4 separate regions of the Mus musculus genome follow, and all the other regions are linked to region 2. Evidence: chromatin contacts called from public Hi-C, HiChIP or PLAC-seq and promoter capture Hi-C data. All regions are on one chromosome and are shown on one strand. The core of a region is the stretch at or near the end of the contact, and the rest is flanking DNA. Distances in the headings are between cores, read along the strand shown. Region 1 holds the start of Arl2bp (ADP-ribosylation factor-like 2 binding protein). Region 2 holds the start of Zfp319 (zinc finger protein 319). Region 3 holds the start of Slc38a7 (solute carrier family 38, member 7). Region 4 holds the start of Rspry1 (ring finger and SPRY domain containing 1).

Region 1 (2,700 bases), core at 85-2,584, 670 kb before region 2:
CTGTGACAAAACACTAATCAAAACCAATTTGTGAGAAGAAAGGGTTTATTTTGTTTCCACTTCCATGCAACAGTCCATAACTGAGGGAAGTTGAGATAGGAACCTGAAGGCAGGAACTGAAGTAGATAAAGAAATGCTGTTAACTGGTTTGTTCTCCATAGCATGCTGAGCTTCCTTACATAGATCCTACACCTGCCCAGATATGGCACCACCCACAGAGGACTGGGCCTTCCCTCAGTCATTAAAATAATCCACATTCAAAACCAGGAGGTGATGGCACATGGCCTTTAATCCAAGTGCTTGGAAGGCAGAGGCAGGTGAGTCTCGAGTTCAAGGCCAGCTTGATCTACAGAGTGAGTTCCAGGACAGCCAGGGCAACACAGAGAAACCCTGTCTTGATGAAAAAAGACAGACACACACAAAATCAACTTCTTTCCAGGTCACTCAGGTCAAGCTGACAAAAAACCTACCAGCACGCCTGTCTTCAGCTTGACCAGGATACTCTGATCTTCCAGTGTCTTTGAAATCATCTTGGTTCCTGATGCTGTTAAGATAGATCCATGGATACACATTTTATGTCCATTCCAAAATGATTCAGATTGGCCACGTAACCCTAATTCATACCATAAATTTTCTAGTTATGTACTACACATTTGGCTAAAAGGTATCAGACCACCAAAGAGGCATGCTTAAAAAGGGGGCGGGGGGGGGGGGCGATCCCAGGAAACCTTTCTTCATGGTGTGGCAGTTTTAGAGGGGACTTTCTCCAAAGCAGTTATTCAATTTCTGATTACATCTCTCTCAGTGGTTGTCAACATTTTTGTGCTGCATAATTACCCAAGGAACCACTTACTGCCTAATAATTGTTTACGGGTTTGGTGCGAGTAAGCTGGCAGCAAACTCACTATGTAGCTGAGCAGGTCTTGAATGCCTTAAACCTCCACCTTCCAAGTGCTGGGACTACAGACGCATGCCACAACGCACTGCTTTTGATTTGAAGATCACAAATTAAGTTACAAGTCATCCACTTAATGCCGTGGACCCTTCCATACTTCCAAGAAGTAACTCTCTAGTAAATCAGACGTCTGCATTATCTAGGACAAACTATGAGAGTGGCTTTCGAGCAATTTGGCTATTTCTAGCGCTCTTAAAACACGGTTTCAACTACCTGATCTTTACAATTCCTAAATTGAAAATGAAGAAACCGAGGCTCTTGGCTCCAATTCTTTCATCCAGAAAAAAAAAAAAAAAGTCTACTGCCACCATTTTTTGCAGTCTTCTGCGTGAGACCGGGAACCTGAGGCTGTGATTGGCTGCTGGAACCGCGGGTAACCATAGTGACAGGAGGCGGGGCTGCGAGCTCCGTCTGCCCTAACACACCGGCGGGGTAGCCCCGCGAGAGGCCGGCGGGCGCTGGGCCCAGCCAGGAGCCGCAGCCCCGTCCTCGCGCGATCGCCGGGCGGGGCGTGGGTGCGGCCTTCTGCGGGCCCTTGATGCAGTTGAGGCCGCGCGGGTCAGAGAGGATCCCGGCCCGGCGGCGGGCGCGGTAGGAAGCGGCAGGGCCCCGGGCCCGGGCCGGTGACTGCGGCGCCCCTACGATGGACGCCCTAGAAGAAGAGAGCTTCGCGCTGTCCTTGTAAGTGAAGCGGCCAGGGTCTGCTCGACCTCGGCCTGCGGACGTCCTCTGGGTTGCGGGCTGGCCGGTCGAGGCTCCGCTCTAGCGGGGCGTTTTCTTCCCGTGGCCACCACGGGCATATGTCACAGATAACCAGCGCTTCCATCACAATCCTCTGGCCTCAATCGTGGCCGTCAGCAAAAACCCAGAGGCCTTGAGCTGCCCAGGCTGGCGGCGGCCTCACCGCCTGTCTAAAGCCACTCCTGACCAGTTACCCCCTAGGCCGGTGCCACTCCCGCGTGCGGTCACATTCACCAGCAGATAGGTGTGGCGTTAAGAGCCAGGATGCGGTGAGTAAATCCTGCGGGTAATAAACGCGGAAGTATGAAGTTGTGCCGCACCAGCCTCAGCTACCCAAATTGTTGGCTGCTTTTGTGATTGTCATACCGGTTTTCGTCACGAGTGTTTTCCTGTGTTTGTAATTTCTGTACTAGACAATAATCCTTGATTGGTGAAACTGAGTGATGGGAGGATCATCTTGCTATTATTTTTATGCACGTTGGGAATCTTACATTTTAAAAAATGCTAGTGGGCTTTGTTGTGATTGCCTGGTGTGTGCAAGGCCTTGGGTTCAATGCCCTTACCCACAGAAAACACAAGTTCAGCTCGAAAAATAATTATTTGGACCGGCACCTAATCCTGATGTGTTTTTTCAGCTCCTCCGCCTCTGATGCAGAATTTGATGCTGTGGTTGGATGTTTAGAGGACATTATTATGGGTAAGTTTCGACACTACTAAGTGACTTGTGCCCCTCTAGTTCCTATGGTCAATTCCTTGATTTAAATCAAGTAGACCCTTGCTTTACAACAATTTTTTAATGTATTCATTTACATATGTGATGGATCGTGGGTGGGGTTGTTGCCAGGAGACTATGGCTATGTGGAGCTCAGAGGACAACTTTGTGGAGTTGGTTCTCTCCTTCCACCTTCATGTGAGTTCTGAGGGTTGATCTCGGGTCACCCGTCTTACACAGCAGTGCCTTCAGCCCCCAAGCCATCTCAACACCCCAAACCTCTGCTTATAAG
Region 2 (2,991 bases), core at 413-2,912:
TGAGAGAACACTACTGTTTGGAATCAAGAGGATCCTGATGGCTGAAGGAAGCCACGCCCCTGAGGTATAAGTTCTAAGGCAGATGGACTCTGGAAGCTAATATTAAGGCAACAATACTAAGAACCACCTAAAAACCCTCTCCTTTGAAAGACTGGTCTACGTTCCTCTTCACCTGCACTCCAGGCCTTTCCCAGGGCACATGCCACTCTAGCTTAACAGGATTAATGGCCTTTCTGGGACCCAAACTCCTGGCCAAAGAGGGTTAAATAACAGGTTTATAGACCCACTGATCAGGTGAACTTCTTCACTCTAGTTATCTCCCAGAGGAACATAAACAGAAGTCCCTTACCCTCTGAGTCTTTGACTGTCAAGGTGTAAGAAATTGTTCTGTTTGCCTGAATTGTACAGATAAAGCATGCCCCAGGGTGTGTCTCCTCCAAGTCCCAAATATTCACAGTAATCACTGCAAGATAAAGCCCACCTAACCACCGCCCCCACCCCATGCCAGCAAATCTCTAATTCACCACTTTGAGATAGTATTAAAGCAATCCCACAGAGAATTATTTTTGGAATCAAAGGCAGCCTCCTTTCTAGGTTCTCAGCTGCTTATAGATTTAAAAGTTTGCAAGTTTTCTTTAAGGGAAGGAAAGTAGAGAATGTTCCCATAAGCCAGCTGGCTTCTAACTGTTCTCTTAAAGAAACCTAAGAATCAAGCTAAAAGTTGTCACCCTCAGCATCTTCTGGGAAGGGAGGGAATAAAGAGGCTGCTGATTTGGGGTAGTACCTAGGAGTACGACCAACCAACCACAGCTGGCCATTTTAGCGTTCCTAAGGTAGAGAGGAGCGGTGGACTGCACGGAACACTGTCTGATCTAGCTGTACTAATCCAACTGTGTGTTATTTTTCCTGGTATGAATGGCTGCCAGCCCCATCAGCCGCCCCCACTCCCCACCTCCTAGAGCAACCCCACTGCCTACCCTGACCCTTCTCCAGTAAGGAGAAGCCAGGAACACTCTTAGCTCACTGCACAAGAGCTGGAGAGAGAAGTGGAGAGGAAAGGCAAAGAGAAGCCCCCACCCGCGCCCCACCCTAGCCCTTTTTCCTCTCAGAGTCACCGAATGAAAGCTGATCTCCTCCCATCAGGCCCAGCTGGGCTGCCTGCTGTCAGCTCCTGCTCCGGATGGCCCAGCCACTGCGTCCCGAAAAGGGGGTGGTTCCGGCCGAGGAAGGCCCCAGAGCCTCAAACGGTGCCCGGGAAGCAACTGTACTTCCAGGCCCAGCCTGGATCGCCTCGGAGCTCAGGAGGCTCTCCCTGGGTGCAGGGGCTACTGGAGTGGCCCCCAGATGCAGTCCCGGGTGCCCTGCCACTCACCTGCTCCAGGGGTCAGGCGCGGGACAAGCGAAGACCAGCTGCTTTCTCTGCCGCCTCTTTATTCCGGCTCCATCCGCCGCGGCGCGGCCTACGCGTCCTGCCAATCCCCGGGCCTCGCGTAGCAGAGGCAGGCAGCGCGGAGTCGGGAGACAGGTTTGCAGCAGCCGGAACCGACGAATCGACCCGCGCACTCGGGTTAGCGGGACCGGGGCAGCGGACGGACGGGCGAGCGGACAGACCGACGGGTCTTGCAGAGACCGGCGGACAGAGGGTCGGCGCGAGGCCGGGTAGGCGGGGCCGGGGGAGGAGCGGCAGCCGGGGCGGCGGCTGCCGAGAAGCCCGCGGCGCGGAGCGAGGCCGCCCCCTGTCGGGGACCCGCGGCCCCGCTGGCCCGAGCCTGTGGGTACGGAGGGGCGGGGCTGGAGCCTCGGGATCCGCTCGCCGGAGCCTACGGTCGCGGAGGAGCCGGGATCCTCATCCCCGGCTCGCCGCAGCCCCACCTGACTCTCCGGTCTTCTGCAGCTGACCTGCGGCTCAGCTCGCTCTCAAGAGGGATCCTGAGACTCCAACTTTTTGCAAGTCTGGCAAACAGACCCGCAGACCTGTGGAACCCACACTGGGGCGACGGAGTGATCCGGAAGGCCGCCTCCTACAGCCTTTACCGCACAGGCGGTGGCCGCCGTCCGTCCTAAGCTCCACTGGGCTTCGCCCCCCGGGTCGCCAGGCCCCGCCCCGAGGTGGAGCTACTCTAGGTCCCGCCCCCCACAGAGCACTTCCGGCTCAGAGGAACTCCGGGCGTCGGATCAGGTTGTCGGTGGACACGGCTTGTGGTCGAGGCCCCATGAGCTCGGCGCCCCTGGTGGGCTACAGCAGCAGCGGTTCAGAGGATGAAGCGGAGGCTGTCGCCGCGGGGCGGAGCAAACCGGGTACTGGCTTCCACCGTTGGTGAGGATCGAGGAATTTTTCTCTCTCGAGCGTAGATTCTTTTGAAACCCTAGTGGGACCCGAGCCTCCCGGGGAACCAAGAGGGTGGGTCAGTTCCCCGGTAAGAGAAAAAGGGATGTCGAGGGAAAGGATTCAGGACACACCCTGGACAAAGCCCTGGAATGGCACTACCACACACACACCCTGGCTAAGGCAAAGTTGGGAGTGAGGACACGGGTTCAAGTCCAGCCCTCTCCGTTGGTGCGTTTTTTTTTTTTTTTTTTCTCTTTTGGAAAGCAACTATGTTTCTTCCCAGATGTTTCCTCGTTTGAACACTATGCAATAATAACCCAAGCTTTTCGTTCGTCTAGTAAATGGTTAATGAATAGCCACCGTGAGCCACACGGTAGACTGGAGACACCAGCCTGTTGAAAAACCCATGAAAATCTCATGCGCCAAGAGGCTTAAATCTTCGAGGTTCTTAAATACTGGTCTTTGCTGACTGTAGTGTGTCGGTTCATTGCACAAGAGCTCTAGCAAGTAAAAATATGCTCTACACGTGAGGAAATTAATGTAAGCCAAGATCACAGAGCTACTTGAGTTCAGGCCTGTCCAACTATCTAATAGGGACCTCCAAGCCACACTGCTACCTGCTGAAATGTTTCCATGGGGACCAAGAGCCAGCTGAGGTCTGC
Region 3 (2,784 bases), core at 18-2,517, 520 kb after region 2:
AAGGTCAGCCCACCGCAATGGAGGAGGTCTAGAACAGTACATAGGCCCCTGAGGATGCTTCCCAGATGTGCCTTCTAATGATGGACAAAGCTGGGAACATCAACCCAGGAAAGAAGAGAGAAGTGCAAGTGCTCTGGGACATCTGCCATCCAGCAATTAAGGGACACAGTCCCAGTGCTGGGGCCCTCTGCTGGGGCCAGAATCAGAAACACCAGTCTGGCCACAGACTTCTTCCTCTTATGACGCAATCTCCCTTCCCAGCCAGCAACTCAGCAAAATCTCAGTGGTGAGTAGTAAAGGCAGTCTGGGGACTCCCCTGGTCCAGGCATTGCTCCAGAGAGGTCTAAGGCCATCCCTTCCACATTGCTCACACCGCAGAAAAACATACTTCAAGGTCCCGTGACCCTAAGTCTCTCTAGGAAGCAGGTTTCCTTTTGGCACCCCTACCCAGTCCTCGGCCATTTGCCCAGCCTCTCCTGCAACCACACAAAAGCTCAGGACGAGCAACCCCATCCCTTGGACCACTCTCACTGCTCTAAGAGCTTTTACCTCGGCCCCAATCATTTAGCCCAACTTACCTGCTAATCTAGAAGAGGGCTGTTTCCTCTGCCTAAAGGTATGGGGTCAGAGCCCCCTCACCTCCCCTTTTGGCCTCAAGTTCTTCTCAAGGCTTTATCTAAAAATCTGCAGTCAGAAGAGAGAAGAGTTTGACCTTTTGCAGCTGGCTACCAGGGCAGGGGGTGGGAGATTACACTGAGTGGTTCTGAATAACCTATAGCAAGGAGTGGAGTGCCAGTTCAAATAGGGAAAAGGTACACGAAGGAAAGAGGTTACATTAAAGTCACGGTGAGCAGTTGGCGGGGCCAGAGCTATAAGCACGATGCACATTATTTATTAGGTCGGAGATGGAACAGATCTCACATGGTTCCCAGACCAGCCCGGGACCAGCACTGAAACACGAGGTTTGGATTGCATTAGGAGGTGGGACAGCGAGCACCTGACCAGGGTGGGTTGGGATGAGCCCCAAGCCTGGCGAAAAAGCGGTGGGTTGCGTTTTTAACTCCAAAGCTAACTCGATCCTGGCCTAGGACTGAGTGGAGAGCCGTCAGGCTAAGGTGTGGCTGGACTGGTGCAGCAGAAAGCAACAGGCAAAGACGGCTGTGGAGCCCTACAGGGATCTGGTCTCAGCAGTGATGGGGAACTCTGAAGACCCAAGAACCCTACAACCCCACCTTGCACCTCCCGTACCTCCTTTCACATACCTTGTAGGCGTTGTTCCGGAGCCGACTCAAGTAACACGTGAGCCTGAATCACATGACCGTCCAGCTAGCACAGGCCGCAGGAAACTCTGGGAGTTGTAGTTTTTAAGTCAGTGTCACCATCGGACCACACCAGCTTCTCAACCCAACAATAGTTCTGAGCCAGCCTAGCTTTCTGCCAACCCGTTTATCCAGTTATTTTTAGACTTGGTCCCTTGGCCAAATTAAACACTGTTCCTTCCTCCTGGAAAGAGCGTTAAGAGGTTTGGCATCTTTGTCCTCAGGAGCCACGGGCCAAAGCTATTTGGCCTCATTATGTTTGTTCCTGCATTCATTGCCACAGCAAGTGACCCCAGAGTTTCTTTGACTGAGGAGTGTGAGGGACCTTTGAACAAGAGAGAGAGAGAGAGAAAGAGTCAGTTTGAGCATTCATTAATCCCTGGCTACAACCTCAAGGCTAGATTTCGGAAATGTTTGAGGCGGTTCAGGCTCTCGACTTATTGAATGAAGGTGAATTGCCTAGAGCTTTGGCTTCTGGGCTGTATGCCGTTTATAAAGGAAGTCCTTTTCTGCCTCTTTATTTGTGGTTCTAGAACTTGAATCTGAGCCCCAGGAAGGAGCGATATCTTTCAATTATATTCACAGTCTAGTTTAATTATTATTTTTTCTTTTCTTTCTTTCTTTTTTCTCTTTTAAAAGATTTATTTATTTATTATGTATACAGCGTTCTGCCTGTATCCTACAGGGCAGAAGAGTGCACCAGATCTCATTACTGATGGTTGTGAGCCATGTGGTTGCTGGGAATTGAACTCAGGACCTCCGGAACAGCAGACAGTTCTCTTAACCTCTGAGCCATCTCTCCAGCACCAGTTTTTCCTTTTACATTTACTTACGTGTGTCTGTGCATTCACAGTATGCACGGGGAGTCCACAGGGCAACTCTCACGAGTTGCTTCCCTCCTTTCATCCTGTGGCTTCTGGGGATTGAGTTCAGGTCTTCAGGGTTGGTAACAAGTGCCTTTACACGTTGAGCCTCTCAATGGGTCTACCTCTCATTTGAAAAAGTTGGGTATGGGACACATGCCTGTAAACCCAGCATTCAACAGACTGAGGCAGGAGAGCAGTGAGCTTGAAGCTAGCTTGGGTTCCACAATAAAATCCTGGCTCAGGAAGCAATGCTACCTCCCCACCCCACCGGCCCAAGATGAAAAAGGAGGCGATGTTACTGAGATTAGCAGAGCCAAGTACAGACATAAGAAATAATATAGAGCCGGGCGTGGTGGCGCACACCTTTAATACCAGCACTCAGGAGGCAGAGGCAGGCGGATTTCTGAGTTCAAGGCCAGCCTGGTGTACAAAGTGAGCTCCTGGACAGACAGGGCTATATAGAGAAACCCTGTCTCGAAAAACCAAAAAAAAAAAAAAAAAAAAAAAAAAAAAAGAGAGAAATAATATAGAGATCTGTGTGTCAGTTTGCCTCAACACACGAGTTCACAGAACTTTGGTACAACATCATACAACCAGAA
Region 4 (3,047 bases), core at 135-2,634, 730 kb before region 2:
ACTCTGCTTTGTTTTCTGGCAGTCTTGCTAAGGAAGCCAGGCCTGTCTCCAACTGACAGTCCCCCACACCCACACACAGCCTCGTGGTCCTAGGATTACAGGTACAAGCCACTACACGGAGCTCCTCCAAACCATTTTTATGATGTCTCTGGGGACACTTCAATAAATCAATTCACTTAACCAACGAAACTTGCTACACAGGTTGACAAGTCGCTGCAAATCCTACAGAGGTTCATATTAGACTTTGTGGGGTCCACTCTAGACTTAAACAATCAGACTGACCCAAGGGTGCAGCACAGGGTTTGCATTTTAAAACCAAGGGCCACAGACCTTGTGTTCCCCCAAGAAGCCATTTCCATGACCAATAGTTCTCCCTTTCCCTCTGCGTGGACTGGCATTCCAAGGGCACCAACTCTCAAAGAAGACATTTCAACGACCGGTTGTGTTCTAATAAAATAAGCACACAGCCTTGTTTCCTACTAGAAGAGAATGAGCGAGGCGCTGCAACGGGGAAATTTATTATGTACCCATCCTGCAACTACACACTTCGGGATTCAACGATGCTCAAGTCGGCATTCCACGTTTTCTAAGGAGCGAGGAGCTGCTCCGAATGGAACCGAGGCAGCAGCTCACTTTAGGCCTGATGGCTCCAGCTAACCGCAAAGTGCTGAAAGAAGACAAGGGGCCCGGCAGCTCGGGCGCGTAAGAAAGAGTCGGAACCTCCCACCACGACCGCCACGCCGTCCCGCAGACTCCCGCGGCTCCGCTCCGGAGTGGGCACCGCAAACTCCCAAGCCGGGCGACTCAGGACACCGCACTAGAAAGGACCGCGGGCTGGAGACAAACCTGGGCTCTAATCCTAACTCTGGCTTGGAGTTCACCCTCTCCACGGCCGAGAAGCCTGGTTTCGCCTCCCGGCGCGGACCCAGGCCGCACTCACCTACGAGAGCGCGGGAGGCGAGCCGCCCTCACCTCCGCGGCGCCTACCGTAAACCGTCGCCGCCAAGGCCACTCTCGCTCTTAAAAAACTAGAAAAGAAACCAAGAAAAGAACGACGGCTTAAAGGAAGAAAACACACTTCGCTATTGTATTCCTTTTGACCCTTCGGGGCTTCCTGTTCCTTACAGCCACAACACATTTCCACCCCGCTTCCGGCGGCATAGTCCAATCAACAGCTCTCTCCCTCCCCGAGCGCCTCGTGGAAATCCGGTGCTCCAAGACCGTATGGAGCGATCTGATTGGGTCGTTCGCCCTTCGGCAAGGGGATTAGCTGGTTCATTCCAGGCTGGCGGGCCGACCCGCGAGATCACGTGACACAAATCTTGACTGATGATTGGCTGTCTGAGAGAGAGGGCTTGCCACTGAGGAAGGGGCGTTTCCTAGGGGACTGAGGGAGGGCCCGGGCGGTGTGAAGCGGGGGTGGGCCCCTGCGCGTAATGGCAGTGCCGTGTCCCCGCGTCCATCTTTACCGCTCTCTTGGACCTGTCACAAAGGAGTCGCGCCGCTGTCGCTGTCCCCTCCCTCCGGTGGGCCCAGGAGCTAGTGCAAGTCAGTGCCACAGCCCGACCGCGCTGCTCTGGGAAGCCCCTTGGGGACGTGGCCGGGGAGGGAGCTTGAGGGCTAGCGACGCCTGTGAAGGAAGGGGACAGCCGCTGAAGCCTGGGTCGGAGAGACTGGACTGGGGCCGTGGCCGTCTCCGGGCAGGGGTCTTGGAGAGGGTGGCGTTGGTCAGAGCCTGGGAAGCAGCCGGCACACTCTCCTCCGAGGCCCGCGCTGGAGGCGCCTGAAAGCGGTTCCTGGAAGAGGGTGTTCCCCTTTAGGGGATCTTGACTGAAGGAGGTCCTGGGGTCACCCTCCCGAGGAGACTGGCTAAGGTGAGAAGCAGGTACCTCCTGGGGAGGCTCCGGACGCGGAGAGACCCTCGTTCGGGCTCCTCGGAACCGAAGGGGCCGAGGGGCGCACGTCGTGGGCAGGGATTCCTTCTGGGGAGTTTTGCGTTGCAGTGGGAAGCCGACTTCCCCTGGGATGGTCTGGTGTTGCCTTGGGGTGGAGAGTTCGACGTGAAGCGAGGCTGGGGAGAGTTCTTCGCCTTAGAGAGAGGCTGGAGGCGGGAGCCAGACCTAGCGGATTCTCCTACTCTCCAGGCCTGAGCTAAATATTAAGTAAAAAACCCTTGGGGAGGGCAGTCCTTTCCGTTGGAAAGCCCTAGATCGGGATGGTAAGCGGAAACGGGGATAGTCGGGGTTCTTCCCTCACTCTGGAGTCTGACTAGGTGTCCCAGAGTAAGGATTCTGCTGCCTCTGGCCTTCGCGCCAGAGTGGGACAGGGGAGTCATCCCACCAGCAGCACCCCCAAGCGAGCCTCCAAATTTGGCATTACTTCCTGCCGGGCCCGCTGTCTGCCTCACTTTCCCTGTTCTTACAGAGGGAGACCTAGTTAGAGCTACTGGGCTGAAACTCTTGAGATTCTGTCTTGCGCAGATGTCCGAGTAAGGTTTCGTCCCCTGGAGTGATGTACTTTGAACTTTTTTAAAGTTGGCAGTGTCTGTTACCGTCTGAGTAGAGTCGTGCAGTCTCCCAGGCTCCTCACTTAACCCATCTGCTTGTCCTTCCTTAGTTGAAGTGACTTGACATCTTAGAGTTTCTTCTGTAAAATAATCAACGCTGTGTGTGTGGAAGTAAGGTAGTGTAATGTATTGTTGTTGAGGAACAATGTGTTTTCTAATCTGGAAAATTGTTGATGTAAGAGACTAGCATAAATACTGGTCTTGATTACCTATAGAGCTCTGAGAACCATGTATCACTGAGTGAAATGTTAGTCTAAACCCTGCCTGCTTCCTAGACATGAAGAGGTTTCCAGCTTTTGTTTAGAGAGTTTTAATTTACTTTCCACTTCTAATAGTGCTGGGAGGAATTAGCATTTCCTTTGAGTAGTTTTTCTTTTAAGTAGTTTGTTCTAAATATTGTAGGCTCACTTTTTCTTGTATCTGTTCTTTGGCCTTTGAATGGCTACAGGTAGTGAAGACTAGGCAGCATCCCTCACCACTT

The links. A called contact is a pair of places that touch in the nucleus more often than the background predicts. HiChIP or PLAC-seq counts read pairs in DNA pulled down with a chosen protein or histone mark. Capture Hi-C pulls out chosen DNA fragments and counts their contacts.
Region 1: a promoter capture Hi-C map of liver shows a contact between it and region 2, with 2.8 times the contacts expected there. The contact joins the promoter of Arl2bp here to the promoter of Zfp319 in region 2. A contact is called at or near these places in 1 of 115 datasets of contacts at active chromatin or transcription factors (memory CD8 T cells) and 2 of 9 other capture datasets (adipose tissue and liver).
Region 3: a contact with region 2 is called in a Hi-C map of embryonic stem cells, with 3 times the contacts expected there. The contact joins the promoter of Slc38a7 here to the promoter of Zfp319 in region 2. A contact is called at or near these places in 2 of 39 promoter capture datasets (embryonic stem cells and neural stem cells), 4 of 484 Hi-C or Micro-C datasets (B cells, CD4 T cells, embryonic stem cells and 1 more), 6 of 115 datasets of contacts at active chromatin or transcription factors (embryonic limb bud and embryonic stem cells) and 1 of 9 other capture datasets (embryonic stem cells).
Region 4: a contact with region 2 is called in an H3K4me3 HiChIP or PLAC-seq map of bone marrow-derived macrophages, with 4 times the contacts expected there. The contact joins the promoter of Rspry1 here to the promoter of Zfp319 in region 2. A contact is called at or near these places in 2 of 39 promoter capture datasets (erythroid cells and hippocampal neurons), 1 of 484 Hi-C or Micro-C datasets (embryonic stem cells), 5 of 115 datasets of contacts at active chromatin or transcription factors (bone marrow-derived macrophages, memory CD8 T cells, pancreatic cancer cells and 2 more) and 1 of 9 other capture datasets (adipose tissue).

Annotation. Positions count from the first base shown.
Region 1 is chr8:94,665,266-94,667,965 of GRCm38.p6, forward strand. It overlaps Arl2bp (ADP-ribosylation factor-like 2 binding protein), which reads left to right and starts at 1,335. Exons shown (of 6, transcript NM_024191.2): 1 at 1,335-1,636; 2 at 2,332-2,393. The coding sequence starts at 1,599.
Region 2 is chr8:95,330,149-95,333,139 of GRCm38.p6, forward strand. It overlaps Zfp319 (zinc finger protein 319), which reads right to left and starts at 1,663. Exons shown (of 2, transcript NM_024467.4): 1 at 1,373-1,663. Usb1 (U6 snRNA biogenesis 1) reads left to right here and starts at 2,136. Exons shown (of 7, transcript NM_133954.2): 1 at 2,136-2,317. The coding sequence starts at 2,214.
Region 3 is chr8:95,852,224-95,855,007 of GRCm38.p6, forward strand. Slc38a7 (solute carrier family 38, member 7) reads right to left here and starts at 1,268. Exons shown (of 12, transcript NM_172758.4): 1 at 1,249-1,268; 2 at 579-684.
Region 4 is chr8:94,600,557-94,603,603 of GRCm38.p6, forward strand. It overlaps Rspry1 (ring finger and SPRY domain containing 1), which reads left to right and starts at 1,385. Exons shown (of 15, transcript NM_026274.4): 1 at 1,385-1,874. It overlaps Psme3ip1 (proteasome activator subunit 3 interacting protein 1), which reads right to left and starts at 1,170. Exons shown (of 8, transcript NM_028221.4): 1 at 941-1,170. LOC115486880 reads right to left here and starts at 2,335. Exons shown (of 2, transcript XM_030243886.1): 1 at 2,257-2,335; 2 at 1,060-2,089. The coding sequence starts at 2,335. The coding sequence ends at 1,380.